Regions from separate parts of the Mus musculus genome. Here region 2 is linked to region 1. A link is a contact called in public promoter capture Hi-C data. All regions are on one chromosome and are shown on one strand. Each heading gives the region's core, a stretch centred on a gene start, on an enhancer-like site or on the middle of the called end of the contact. The rest is flanking DNA. Distances are from core to core; before and after follow the strand shown. Region 1 holds the start of Tph1 (tryptophan hydroxylase 1). Region 2 holds the start of Saal1 (serum amyloid A-like 1).

Evidence for each region. Capture Hi-C pulls out chosen DNA fragments and counts their contacts.
Region 2: a contact with region 1 is called in a promoter capture Hi-C map of pancreatic islet. The contact joins the promoter of Saal1 here to the promoter of Tph1 in region 1. A contact is called at or near these places in 1 of 39 promoter capture datasets (macrophages), 2 of 15 datasets of contacts at CTCF or cohesin (the G1E-ER4 cell line and the NIH/3T3 cell line), 9 of 484 Hi-C or Micro-C datasets (the G1E-ER4 cell line, the N1E-115 cell line, Sertoli cells and 4 more), 9 of 115 datasets of contacts at active chromatin or transcription factors (the 230-238 cell line, the SCID.adh cell line, T-cell acute lymphoblastic leukemia and 5 more) and 3 of 9 other capture datasets (adipose tissue, liver and pancreatic islet).

What each region holds. Positions count from the first base shown.
Region 1 is chr7:46,663,725-46,670,032 of GRCm38.p6, reverse strand. It overlaps Tph1 (tryptophan hydroxylase 1), which reads left to right and starts at 2,656. Exons shown (of 11, transcript NM_001136084.2): 1 at 2,656-2,770; 2 at 4,725-4,857. The coding sequence starts at 4,732.
Region 2 is chr7:46,708,216-46,714,523 of GRCm38.p6, reverse strand. Saal1 (serum amyloid A-like 1) reads left to right here and starts at 3,873. Exons shown (of 12, transcript NM_030233.1): 1 at 3,873-4,026; 2 at 5,547-5,660. The coding sequence starts at 3,892. It overlaps Saa3 (serum amyloid A 3), which reads left to right. Exons shown (of 4, transcript NM_011315.3): 3 at 1,797-1,935; 4 at 2,260-2,526. The coding sequence ends at 2,398.

The sequences.
Region 1 (6,308 bases), core at 1,407-3,906:
ATTAAAAAAAAATCCAAACCATTGTTTCTCCTGTGGGAGATTTAAGTGAAAAAATAATCACATAGATAACTCTGTAATGACGTATTTACAGGTACTTTGTGGTGAAGGATGTAGGAAGGAGTGGGGAGTAAGAATGAGGGCCCTACATATAACAGGCAAGTCAGTGCAAAGCTGGCTCCAGATAGTAGGATTCTCCTATGTGTCTTCCTTTAAAAATGTCCTGACAGTCCTTAATACATGGACTTCTAGACACAATGTTGCTATTTAGAGAGGTTAAATAAGGGGCATATAAGAAACTTGGCAGAGGGGCTAGAGAGATGGCTCAGTGGTTAGGGGAACTGACTGCTCTACCAAACGACCAGGGTTCAACTTCCAGCACACACATGGCAGCTCAAAAATGTTTGTAACTCCAAGATGTGACAGTCTCACATAGACAAACATGCAGGCAAAACACCAATGCACATAAAATAAAATAAAAATTGAAGAAGAAGAAGAAGAAGAAGAAGAAGAAGAAGAAGAAGAAGAAGAAGAAGAAGAAGAAGAAGAAGAAGAAGAAGAAGAAGAAGAAACCTGGCAGAGAGAACCAACCGGCAAGACGGTTCAGCTGGTGAGGGTACCTGCTGCCAAGTCTGATGATTTGATTTTCCAGAACTCACAGGGTAGAAAGCGAGAAACTGACTCCTGCAAGTTGTCCTCTGGCCTTTGTATATGCATCATCATGTGTGTGCTAAATACACATAATAGAAAAAAGATACATGGCAGAGAAGTGGGGGTGGGAGCTATATGCTCACAGGCCTGGTCAGAGAGGCTCAGGGACATTTCTAGCTTTTCTCAGCCCACTAACATGGCCCAACATCAGCTTTTCCATCAAATGCTCATTAAACGGATTGGCTTCATCTCTTTTTTTTAAGTGGGGCAGTTCATGTCTTTGTAGATACCCAGCTTGGGAATGGCAGCCTTGACTTCAGCTTGGTCCCAAGTCACTCTGGCCTCTGTTTTCATGGTATTGAGCAAGAACACAGGACCTCAAATCAGAATGCTTTTGCTGTCTTCTTCTCACTAACCCATGCAGGAGGAGGCTGTAGAGCTGTTTGCTATGGGCCCCAGTTTGCTGATCTATAATGCAAGCACAATTTTTTAAATCCATCGAATTATTCTAAAGATAAAAGGAAAAACTATAAGGGGGTTTGAAATCATGGGCATCCTGCAATTTGAGATCGGACAAGTTGGTGCCAATAATCTCAAATTGGAAGGGTGGGCAGGGAGGTTGTGTGTGAGTTCAAGGCCAGCCTGGGCTACAGAGCAAGCAAGACCCCGACTGAACCTTCACATAGCACCCTGCAATACATGCACATTCAGCCAAGGGACTGACAACCTGTGCAAACCTGAAGTTCAAAAGCACTGTGATGTGTGCCTGGCACAAAAGTCCCACAGCCTCTGAAGCATCCATGTCCCTCATTCCAGGAAAGGTGAAATAACAGAAAGAGAATCAGGTCAGCGGCTGTCCCTGGGAATCAGGGGCCGTCGGGGAGAAGACTGAGACAAGCAAATACCTTTGGAGGGTGGGAATATCCTGTATTTGATCGTTTGGTGTTTAGTGGTTACGTACTTGACAAGTGGATCAACTTGTCAAGACTCAGAAATGTACACCTCAGAAAAGCGGATGTTCGGCCATACCAGATGGCTTATCTTGGAATCTCAGCACTGGAGAGGGAGAGGCAGAGAGAGGAGCATTGTTGAGTTCTAGGCCAGCATTGGTTGCTTGTGCAGTTTTTTCCTTGTTAAGTCAAGGCAGCACTATTTTATATATATGTACATAGCAGTTAGATTGCATTGGGTATGACAAATAATCTAAAGATGAAGCCTACAGGATATATGCATGCTATGATACATTCTTTATAACAGCCCGGAGCATCCCCCAGACTCTGGCATCTAGAAGTGTCCTAAGACTAGTCCCCCAGGATACAGAGGGACCATGCTTTGGTCCTTTAGTAGAGCGTCTAATAACGGATCGTCAACAGATAAATGCTATTTGGCTTCTGAGCCGAGTTCGTATAGCAGGGAAAGTGATATTTCAGCAGGCACAGCATCGTTATCTGCGTGCATCGTACATTTCTTTTTCTTTTTTAATCACAAGAGTAGTGAGCTCTTCTAAAACGTCCAGTAGTTCTTCTGCCTAAAGGATAAGGCTCTGCACTAGGAGAAAGATGAGGCAGCCTCAGGAGGATAACCCAGAAACTCAGGGATAGGCTGGAGACTGGGGAAGTCCTGCTTTGGTTTCTAATCCCAGAGACTGGGTCCAAGCCCCGCGGGAGGTCATTGTGTCAATAGCAGGTGTGATGGTGGTTTGGAGGGAAGTTCTAAACGGATTGTTTAATCTTACTCAGACTTTTTGTGGCTGAGGATGCGTCAACATTAACTTAATTAAAACTCTACGAGAATAGCTGTGAATGAGACCGGCGCCTGGGTTGCAGAGCAGACAGCAGACAGCGACTAAGAGGTCAGGGCAAGCTGCTCCCGCCCACACCCGCGCTGTTCCCGCCCCCTCCTCGCCCTCCTCCCGCACTGCTATATCCTCAACCGTGCGCCCGGCGCCCATTGGCCGTTCTGACGATGCGCTTCTCCTATAAGAGGCGTCAGCTCCCATCCTCAAGTGACTCTTTAAACTCCAGTGGCTCTGAGGTGAGTGGGTGAGTGGGATAGCCCCTCCCTGGGACATCGGATCAGAAGACTCCCAGCAAGGACGGGATCAACTTCTAGTAGGAACCAGGTGAAGTCCTACCCCTCAGGGCTCTGCTCTTCGTTCCTTTAGAGCTTCTTGGGGGATAGCAGACCCTATTCTTGAGGACCTCCTGTGTGCCAGGAGCAGACTCTGTCCCACGTTGGATTTCGGCTTTATTGGGAACCCTGTGTCTCTGTGACTTCTTGCCAGCAAGAACATATTAATCTTCTTTCTTTTCCATCCAAGGGGTAATATCTCTTTTCTTCTTCCTCTATAACGGTAACCTTCCCTTAAGCGCCATCAAAGGAAGGGAATCTTCGATGCTAGACCTTTCTCTCAGCACCACATCTGCACTCTGCAGCTCTATCCCAGGTCACAATTGACAGAGGCATAGGTCCTTGAGATTCAGGGCTAGTTAACAGTCCAGGTAAAAGTAACCCCGATTAAATGTAATGATCTGATTTTCAGAGGTTTTAAGTGAACTTGGTTGATGGTCCACCCTAGCCGTCTTGGAATGGAGGTGGAGGTCAAGGCCCCAGAAGCTTGTGCCTGTGGGATGGCAAGGGTGGGATTCTTTTTCCTTTATAAGGTAGGGTTTCTCCATGGAAGACTGGCCGTCACTCTGTAGACCAGGCCTGCCTCGAACTCACAGAGATCAACCTGCCTCTGACTCCTGAGTGCTGGGATTAAAAACACATGCCACCACTGGCCGGCTCAAGGGTGGGATCCTAACCGAGTGTTCCAGGGTCACAGACTCAGTCACTGGAGTTCATATGTCCATGTGTTGTAGCTGCTGCCCTTGATCTTTCTGATCATTTGGAGGGAGGCAGCCTCTGCCTGGCACTTCTGGAGGGTTCCTTTGTCTCCCTTGGGCTTAAGCCTTTCTGCTTACAGTTCACCTCCACTTCATTCCCACATCCCATTTAGAAAAGAAAACCACTATCCCCGGGGATTCTTCCCAAACCATTCACTGTACCTTTCAATCCTACCTTCAAACTCTGCCCCCACCACTTTCAAACACCTCACCGTGCTTCCCAGACGAGACCTCGAAGCTTCTCTTACTGGTGATGAAGCTAAGGAAAGAGTTGGTGGTGTGCACGTACCCTTCACTATGCCCTGCCAAGGCTGCTAAACAGATGGCCTTCTTCTTGGCCGGTCTTATTTCCTGTGCTGGATCCTGCACACTGCCACATCTTTATTCAGGTGAGGATCCTGCCCCTCCTTTGAGGGTGACTCCTTCTTTTTTGAGGGTGACTCCTTAACCTTTCAGGGTGATCTTCTGCCTTTGAGGGTGATCTCCTGCCTTTGAGGGTGACCCCTGCCTTTGAGGGTAAACCTCTCCATTTAAGGGTGACCCTTTTCTTACCTGGCTAGAAAGGGGCTCAAAGAGGAAATAGAAGGCTAAAGGGGGAGAGAAATAGCAGAGAAAATCATGGGGTTGTTGAAGGAATGCCCCAAGGTTAGGCAGATCCACAGGCAGCATTGCTGGTGTTGTGGGAATGTGGCTGTCAGCACAAGGACCCGATTTTAGGCCAGTCTGAAAGTGTTTAGTACAGCAGAAAGATGTGCATCATCAAAGATCCAGAGGAAGCGTATGGCCTCACCTTAGAGCTGTATGCTGTAGTTGAGTTACAAAGAAAACAAAAGCCTGGCCCCTTTCTGAAGGGGCTTTACAGCGTCTTAGGGTATAAGATGTGTGTGAAGCACGTGGGGAAGCTACTCATGACCCGAATTTGATGGGCAGTGAGATCTCAGTTCGGGGGTGAAGTTCAGACTGGACAGGAAAGGGAAGTGCAGAGACACACGAGGTTCTCTTGCCATTCTGGGGGCTATGCTAGGCAGTGTCTCACCTTCTGTCCCACTTCCATCTGGAAAAGCCTGTCTAACACGTGGGTTTTGCAGATAGAGGAATGGGAGCGGGAGGTGGATGGAGTCACCGCTTCTGCCCCCTGCTGGCCAGTTCTGTGCTTAGCACTCATTTATCTGAACTTTCACACTTCAGATTCACCATGATTGAAGACAACAAGGAGAACAAAGAGAACAAAGACCATTCCTCCGAAAGAGGGAGAGTGACTCTCATCTTCTCCTTGGAGAATGAAGTCGGAGGACTCATAAAAGTGCTGAAAATCTTCCAGGTATGGATTTCCCACAAAGTCCATCTAAAAATGGGTCTCTGAAGTTCTATTTAAAATGTAAGGTACTGTCAGTCCAGTTCCTCAGAGACGGCCTATAGAAGTCTCTTAACTTGCTAACATATTGTTCAGGAAGAGTGGAAAAATAGCTCAGTGGTTAAAAACCCCTGTGGTTCTTGCAGAGGACACAGGTTCAGATTCCAGCGCTCACACCAGGCAGCTCACAACTGCCTCTAATTCTGATTTGAGGGGATCTGATTTCCTCTTCTGGGCACTGCACACCTGTGGTGCATGCCCAACACTCGGGTACACACTCACAAAGCTGAAATAAAAATATGTTCAGCTCTGAGAAATGGGTAAGAAAGAAAACAGCCCAGGAAAGATAGACACAAATAGCTGAGAAGGAGATTGGAGGAGTCTAAACAAAGCATTTTACACTTAACAAAATGCCTAGCCATGTAGTATTGATATTATTTAATGACATATTAATATTTTCAAGTGACAAAGTTAAAATATTAGCAAGGACTCTGCCATTATGTCAGCTGCCGTTGTCAAAACCTCATTGCATATGGCCTGCAAATGTTTTCAGTTTGATGTAGTGACACTGTGGGTTACTGTGCATTTATGAGCCTTAAAATGTTCCTCCTTACAATTTTTATTTTTATTTATTATGTGGGTGTATTTGTGTGTGCACATGTGCTCTCTCAAGCACAAGTTTCAGATTTGTGTACACACAAATCCTTTATTAGCTAGGTGGTCATTGGGAGTGAATGTCTCTCTGCATGTCTCAATAAAATACGAGAGAACCCTGCCTCCCTCAGGCCATTAGGAATTGATAGTTAAACTGTTCGAAGTGCTTGAGGTTGTACAAGAGAGAGAGAGAGTCAGAGAACAGCTTGCAGGAGTTGGTTCTCTCCTTCCACTGTGTTGGTTCTGGGAATTGAACTTAGGTTGCCAGACTTGGTTGCAGGCTCCTTTACCTGTGGAACCATTTTGCTGGCCCAAATGTTTAAATTTTTAACCCAGGAATGTCATTTCCATGAAACTGGATCTGGATGTGTGTGTGTGATAGGTGCACATTGCAGAGGCCAGTGGAGGATGTCAGGTCGTTCTCTATCGTTCTCTGCCTTATTCCTTTCAGACATGATCTCTCACTGAGCCTGGGTATGGGCCGGCATCCATTAAGCCTCAGAGATTCCTGTTTCTCTAACCCCACAGTGTAGCTGCACCAGGCTTTTATGTGGGTGCTGGGGATTCAAACTCAGCACCTCATGCTTGTGCAGCAGGCACTTTAACCAATGGGCCATCTTCCCAGCCCCTCTTCTGCAGCTCTCCTGATGAAATATGGGTGAATCAGACAGAGCACAGCGTTTACTGAACACTTATTATGTGTGGTGTACTGGACTCTATGCTAAGCATGTGGATCCGAACAAACCAGACATGGTACCGTCCAT
Region 2 (6,308 bases), core at 2,624-5,123, 43 kb before region 1:
GGCGTAGGTGTCACTACTACCCTTTAAGGAAACCAATGTACAAAGAGCATACGTAAGCTATCTTACTTAGAAAACCCCTGGAAGAGCAGAATTTAGCCCAGGTTAGCCACTATACAGCTCTGAGCACACACTTACTTATTTACCTGAGAAGGAATAGATCATGGCACGGGTGGAAGGCAGCTCCACCGTCAACAGGAGACAGTGACTTACTTACCTGGGACATAGGTCTATTATTGAGGCTGAGACATAGACAAGAAACTGTCATCAAGGGAAATATAGCCCACCAGCCATAAGACAACAAAAGACAGTCAGTCAGTCAGACTCTTTCTTTCTTTCTTTCTTTCTCTCTCTCTCTCTCTCTCTCTCTCTCTCTCTCTCTCTCTTTCTTTCTTTCTTTCTTTCTTTCTGATAGAATTTCTCTGTGTAACCGAGCCCTGGCTGTCCTGGACTCACCTTGTAGACCAGGGTGGCCTCCCATTCACAGAGATCCATCTGCCTCTGCCTCCTGAGTGCTGGGATTAAAGGTGTGTGCCACCACAACTCAGCCTCACAATGAAAGTTAAGAGAACCTAGGCTTCCCCTTTCTCCCTAACTCACTACCTTTGATATTTCCCATTTATCATTAGCTGGATCTGATTCCTTCAGTGTGCAGCTCACTCTCCTGGTCCTTAGTTTAGATCTTCCTTCTGTTTGTGGCACCGTCCTGAGGAGCAGGGGGGCGGGGCGGTAGTAAATGAGCAGAGGGGGCAGGGGGCGGGGCGATAATAAATGAGCATTTTCCACGGACTTCCTCGTGCGTTTCCCTCAGCTTTTCTGCATAAGCACCATGGTGGATAGCACTCTTCCCTGTTCCTGGAGAGGAGGTAGGGGTTTTAAACCTAGTGTGTCCATTGCCACCAGAGTGTCAATCATCCTGCTTGTGGCAGTCTGTGGCAGAGACGTTCCCCTTGTTACCTCTGAAGGAGTGCTGAGAACTGCTTGGGGGAAATAGATCCTGGACATCCAGGTGGACTCAGAACAGAGCTGCGCTCACTCTCTCTGCCTGGAGAGCAGTTTCTCCCATTGCTTTGTGCTAGGCAAGAACTGTGGCTGCGGTGGTAACTGTAGCGTTTGGGAGGCCGAGGCAGAAGGATTGTGAGTTTCAGGCCATCCAGGGATACACAGAGACATAGGCTGTCTCTAAAGGAAAAGAGAACACAAGAGAAAGGAAAGGATCGGAAGCAGAGGGAGGGGAAAGGAGGAAGGGAAGCGATCTCATTTCACACCTTAGAAGTTCCCCTGGACCATTTCAGAGAGAGCTTCTTATGGTGACCGTTGTCATATGATGACGCACTCCCTAGAGATCACCTCTCCTCTTCTTACACGCTTTTTGAACAGCCAAAGACAAACAGCATGAAAAAACCAAAACAAAAAACAAAAACAAACCAAAAAGCTGGGCAGTGGTGGCGCATGCCTTTAATCCTAGCACTTGGGAGGCAGAGGCAGGCGGATTTCTGAGTTCGAGGCCAGCCTGGTCTACAGAGTGAGTTCCAGGACAGCCAGGGCTACAGAGAAACTCTGTCTTGAAAAAACCAAAACAAAAAAACAAAAACAAAGACAAACAGCAACAGAGCTAAGATGGGAGTCCATTGGGATAAAACCCGCTCCAATGTACTTCTTTGGGCAGTAAGAACTATTTATTTCAAGCTAGCAACATTTCTGTGGGTTTTGGGAAAAGCTGGGATGAGTTGGATAGACGTCGTAGCCCTCTGTTTTACCTCAACACAACCACCGCCATCACTCTCTTCCCTCTCCAGGGTCTAGAGACATGTGGCGAGCCTACTCTGACATGAAGAAAGCTAACTGGAAAAACTCAGACAAATACTTCCATGCTCGGGGGAACTATGATGCTGCCCGGAGGGGTCCCGGGGGAGCCTGGGCTGCTAAAGTCATCAGGTAACACGGGTCTGGGTGAACAGAGATTGACTGCCTTGGACAGCCAGGAAGGAGCTGTCTCTTCTGCAACCTGTGTATACTACCCGTTACCTCTCGATCTTCCTCTTTTCTGTGCATAGTACTGGAAGGGGTTGGTGGTCATGTGATTGCTTGTGGATGACCCCCCCACTTCCTGCTGCTGCTGCTCATCCAGTGTGAGGCTGACAGCCTGGGCAGGGTCCTACCAGCCTCTCCCTCCCCTCACAGCCAGGAGGAGAGAGTCCTGAGGGTGGAGCTACTGCCTGTGGGCTTGGTTAAAAATCTTCTTGTCCATCCTAATTACAGCGATGCCAGAGAGGCTGTTCAGAAGTTCACGGGACATGGAGCAGAGGACTCAAGAGCTGACCAGTTTGCCAATGAGTGGGGCCGGAGTGGCAAAGACCCCAACCACTTCCGACCTGCTGGCCTGCCTAAAAGATACTGAGTTTTCTCTTCCTGTTGTTCCCAGTCATGCTGCCCCCCGAGAAGAGGAGCAACTACTGGGTTGAGATATTTTCTAAAATCTGGATCCCTAAACATCCCAATGTGCTGAATAAATACTTGTGAAATGCACTTTGTCGCTGTCACTGTTGTTTTGAGAGCACAGGGCAGTCACACTGAGGGTTGAGGGCCTGTGGGTTAGCAGGGGACATCACTTGCTTTTCTTTTCTTTTTCTTTTCTTTTAAAGAAAGAGACAAGAAGAGATGGAATTGGAATATGACACGAGATAGCAAGAAAGCGCTGTGTATGGTTTCAGTTATGAAGTTGAAAACTAGATAAAAACCAATGCATTCTGGGCTATGGCCCAGTGCTAAGCATGACTGCCAAGCACAGGTGAGGCCCCAGCTTTCAGTCCCCTGTGCCCTCCCCGAGAGAAAAATCAGTAAGTTCTGACTCACTGTAAAATACGACTTACAAAGGCTGATGGCAAAATCACTTCCCACTGAGAAAGCATCAACTCTAGATGCCTCTCTGCAGATAATCTCAGCCCTTCAAAAGGGCCAGCCACTCCCATTTTGTAAAAAATAATTGCAGAAAAAAAAAGACATATTCTGCAATCATTTCCCCTGGGGTAGAAAGGCTTTAACACCAAGCTGGGTGGTTTGCAGTCATCATGGTTAACTAAACTAAGTCTTTAAGGTTATAGTTGAAAATCACACAAGACTGTTGATTACCTATGAGTAACTAGAGAAGCATGAACTGAGCTGTGTTTTCATTCAAGGTCAACAGAAAGGGGTATGGGGGGGGGAGAGAAAATAAAAATGAATAAAGCTACTTTCTGGTTATAAAAAGTGAGTCTGTGAGAGAAGGAGCAGGGACGCTTGAGTGGGTGATAACTCAGAAGATTCCATAAACACGAGACACAGCTAACTCAACTTCCTGCACCTGAGATTTTAAGAGAAAAGTAAGTTTGCAGAGCATGTATGCACACTTCAGTGTACTAGGATGAATCTCAGATAAAAGAATTAAAAACAAAAACCAACCAAACAAGAGTTTCTGGGCACCGTGGCACCTGCCTATAGTTCTAGCTGCTGGAAGTGGAGGCATAAGATGGCGAGTAGCAGGCCTGGACTACATAGCTTGACCCTGACTCAAACAAAGAATCAAATCAAAGAAAGATTAAAACTCCACAAGTGCGTGCTAAAATTGAAGTTGATGTAAGGTTTAAATCAGCACTAATGAATAGCTAACATATCTGGACATGGCAGTTACTGTGTGTGTGTGTGTGTGTGTGTGTGTGTGTGTGTGTGTGTGTGTTCTGTGCTCACTCCTAGCTCTGGGTGGAGAAGAAGACCCCATGGATCCTACAGGTTCCCGGACCTCGCGGGAGCCTGACGGCAGGGGGCGCTGTGTGGGAGCTGAGCCGTGTGCCTTGGGCTCTCTGGCGCGTCCTCTCGCCTCCTCCGCGGCTTCCGGTACTGTTGGCGCGCATCGGCATGGATCGAAACCCGTCTCCTCCGCCGCCTACCTGTGGTTCGGAGGATGAAGAGGACCTGGGTGGGGGAGACCGCATCGGGAGCACGGTCTACAGCAAGCACTGGCTCTTCGGCGTCCTCAGCGGGCTCATCCAGGTGCGGAGACTCGCGCAGGCGCCCTCCGTGCCCAGGGAGTGGACGGGATGCTGGAGGCTCGCGGGTGCCGATGGACTAACTTGCCAGAACCACACCGCGCACGTACTTTACTGGGCTTCTACTTCCTAACCCCACTGTCACGTACGAAGTCGAGACCCTACCATTCGTGTTTTGTCGGCTCTTGTTCTAGTGGAATACATAGTTTGGAGTCAGACAACCCTGATCTCCGAGACGCGAGCTTATCCCATGCTGGAAACGGGACTCCTTAACCCAGATCCTCCATTTCTTTCATAGTTTCTATTAAAACAAGATAATCAGTATTATCGTAAACAAGATTTTGTATAGGTTGAGATTATAATGAGGCTGCCAATAGATGTTTTTCTGCCCATTGCTGTCCATACCGCCAATTTCTGTTTTCTCTAAGCCATTTTCTACATTGCCAAAAAAAAAAAAAAACCCTTCCTTTTTATTATTTTTAAAGGTTGTTCTTGTTGCTCATAGGAGAACACTTTCTATTTCCTAACTGGGGATCCAAGGTTGGTTGTGTCTTCTTCAGCCATTTTACGGTACATTGTGTTCCATCACCAGTAGACAGTTGGCCATCTCCAAGCATGTCTTATACTTTCTGAGCACTTGTAGTCACCTCCGAATGCTTGCCTCATTTCCCCAGGACAGTCCTAACCTTCCCATAGATTTAGATTTCTTCTTTTAAGAGAAATGTGTGTCTTCTCCCAGGAGTAGGTCATTGGTCCCTAATTTTTTCTCCCATAGTTCTTTCACCAGTTCAGCACAGTCAGCCTCTTTCTGTTGTGATTGCCTGGTTACATGCCTTTCCTACATTAATCCTAAACCGTTTGGAACCAAAAGGGTTATATTGTTGTTTTCATTTGTCTGCTGCAGTGCCCACAGACCGTATTTACTTGAAGAGTGTTTAATGTGTAGATCTATCTAAGACTGTGGAAAGCTTTTGGAACCCCTTGGCAGGAATTTGATACTGGGCCATGACAAGGAAGTTGGTTCTGGCAGGAATCTAATTTTAGGCTAGAACAAAGAAGGCATGAGTATAACTTTGGGCTGGGGCCGGGAAGTAGGCTCAGATATCTTGGCCATCCTGATAAGCCCCTAGAAACAGTGATCAAAGGGGTGATCGAGGGACTTTGTTTATTGCCTTGCTTGTTCCTTGACTATTTGTGTTTATTGTGCCGCTTGTCCTTATTATTTGCATGTAATTAAAATGGATATAAAAGCAGATTGGGAAAAAATAAACCTGCCGCAGCCTCAGAACTGCCTGGGGGTCATGCTTACAATGTTGTCTGTCTTTTTTCTTTTTAATCCTCACTCCTGCCCTGGAGAACCTGTTGACTGACTGAGTTGGCTTGGTCACAAGGCTTTAGGTTTTAGAAACTGTTTTGTCTGAGGAGATACTTTTGAGAGATTGAGACTTCTAAGTGATAATATCTAATCTAAGTGAAGACCTATGAGTATTTTAACTGATTTTTTTTTCCTTTATGTCTCTGAAGATTGTCACACCTGAAAGTGGCACATCTGGCTCAGCTGATGAGGAAGAACAGGCAGATCTTGCTGAAGAAATGGAGAATGAGATTTGCAGAGTCTGGGATATGTCCATGGACGAGGTATGCGGATGGAAGTGAGATTCCGAACAGACTCAGAGTGGGGAGGTGATGAAGGGGCTGGAAAGATGGCTCCATGGTTAGGAGGACTATCTGCCCTCCCAGAGGTCCTGAGTTCAATCCCCAGCAACCACGTGGTGGCCCATAGCCATCTCTACTGGGATTTGAGGTATACATGCAGATAGAACACTCATATACATAAAATAAGTAAATAAGTAGAAAGGATCATTCCTCCACTGTTGGCGGAAAGGCCTATTCAGTGATTGCAGTCTCTCCAGTTTGTGGTTCAGAGTATGAAGTCTCAGGAGCTATTACTTTAAACATATATACAGTTCCATCCTATGGACATCATAGTATATTTAACATAGATGTGAACTAAGACAGCTATGACCACAGGGCCCCCAATGGAGAAGCTAGAGAAAGCACCCAAGGAGCTGAAGGGGTCTGCAACCCTATAGGTGGAACAACAATATGAACTAACCAGTACCCCCAGAGCTCGTGTCTCTAGCTGCATATGTAGCAGAGGATGGCCTAGTCGAGAGAGACCCCTTGGTATTGTAAACTTTATATGCCCCAGTACAGGGGAATGCCAGGGCCAAGAAGTGGGAGTGGTGGGTAGGGGAGCAGGGCGGGGGGTGGGGGGTGGGAGGG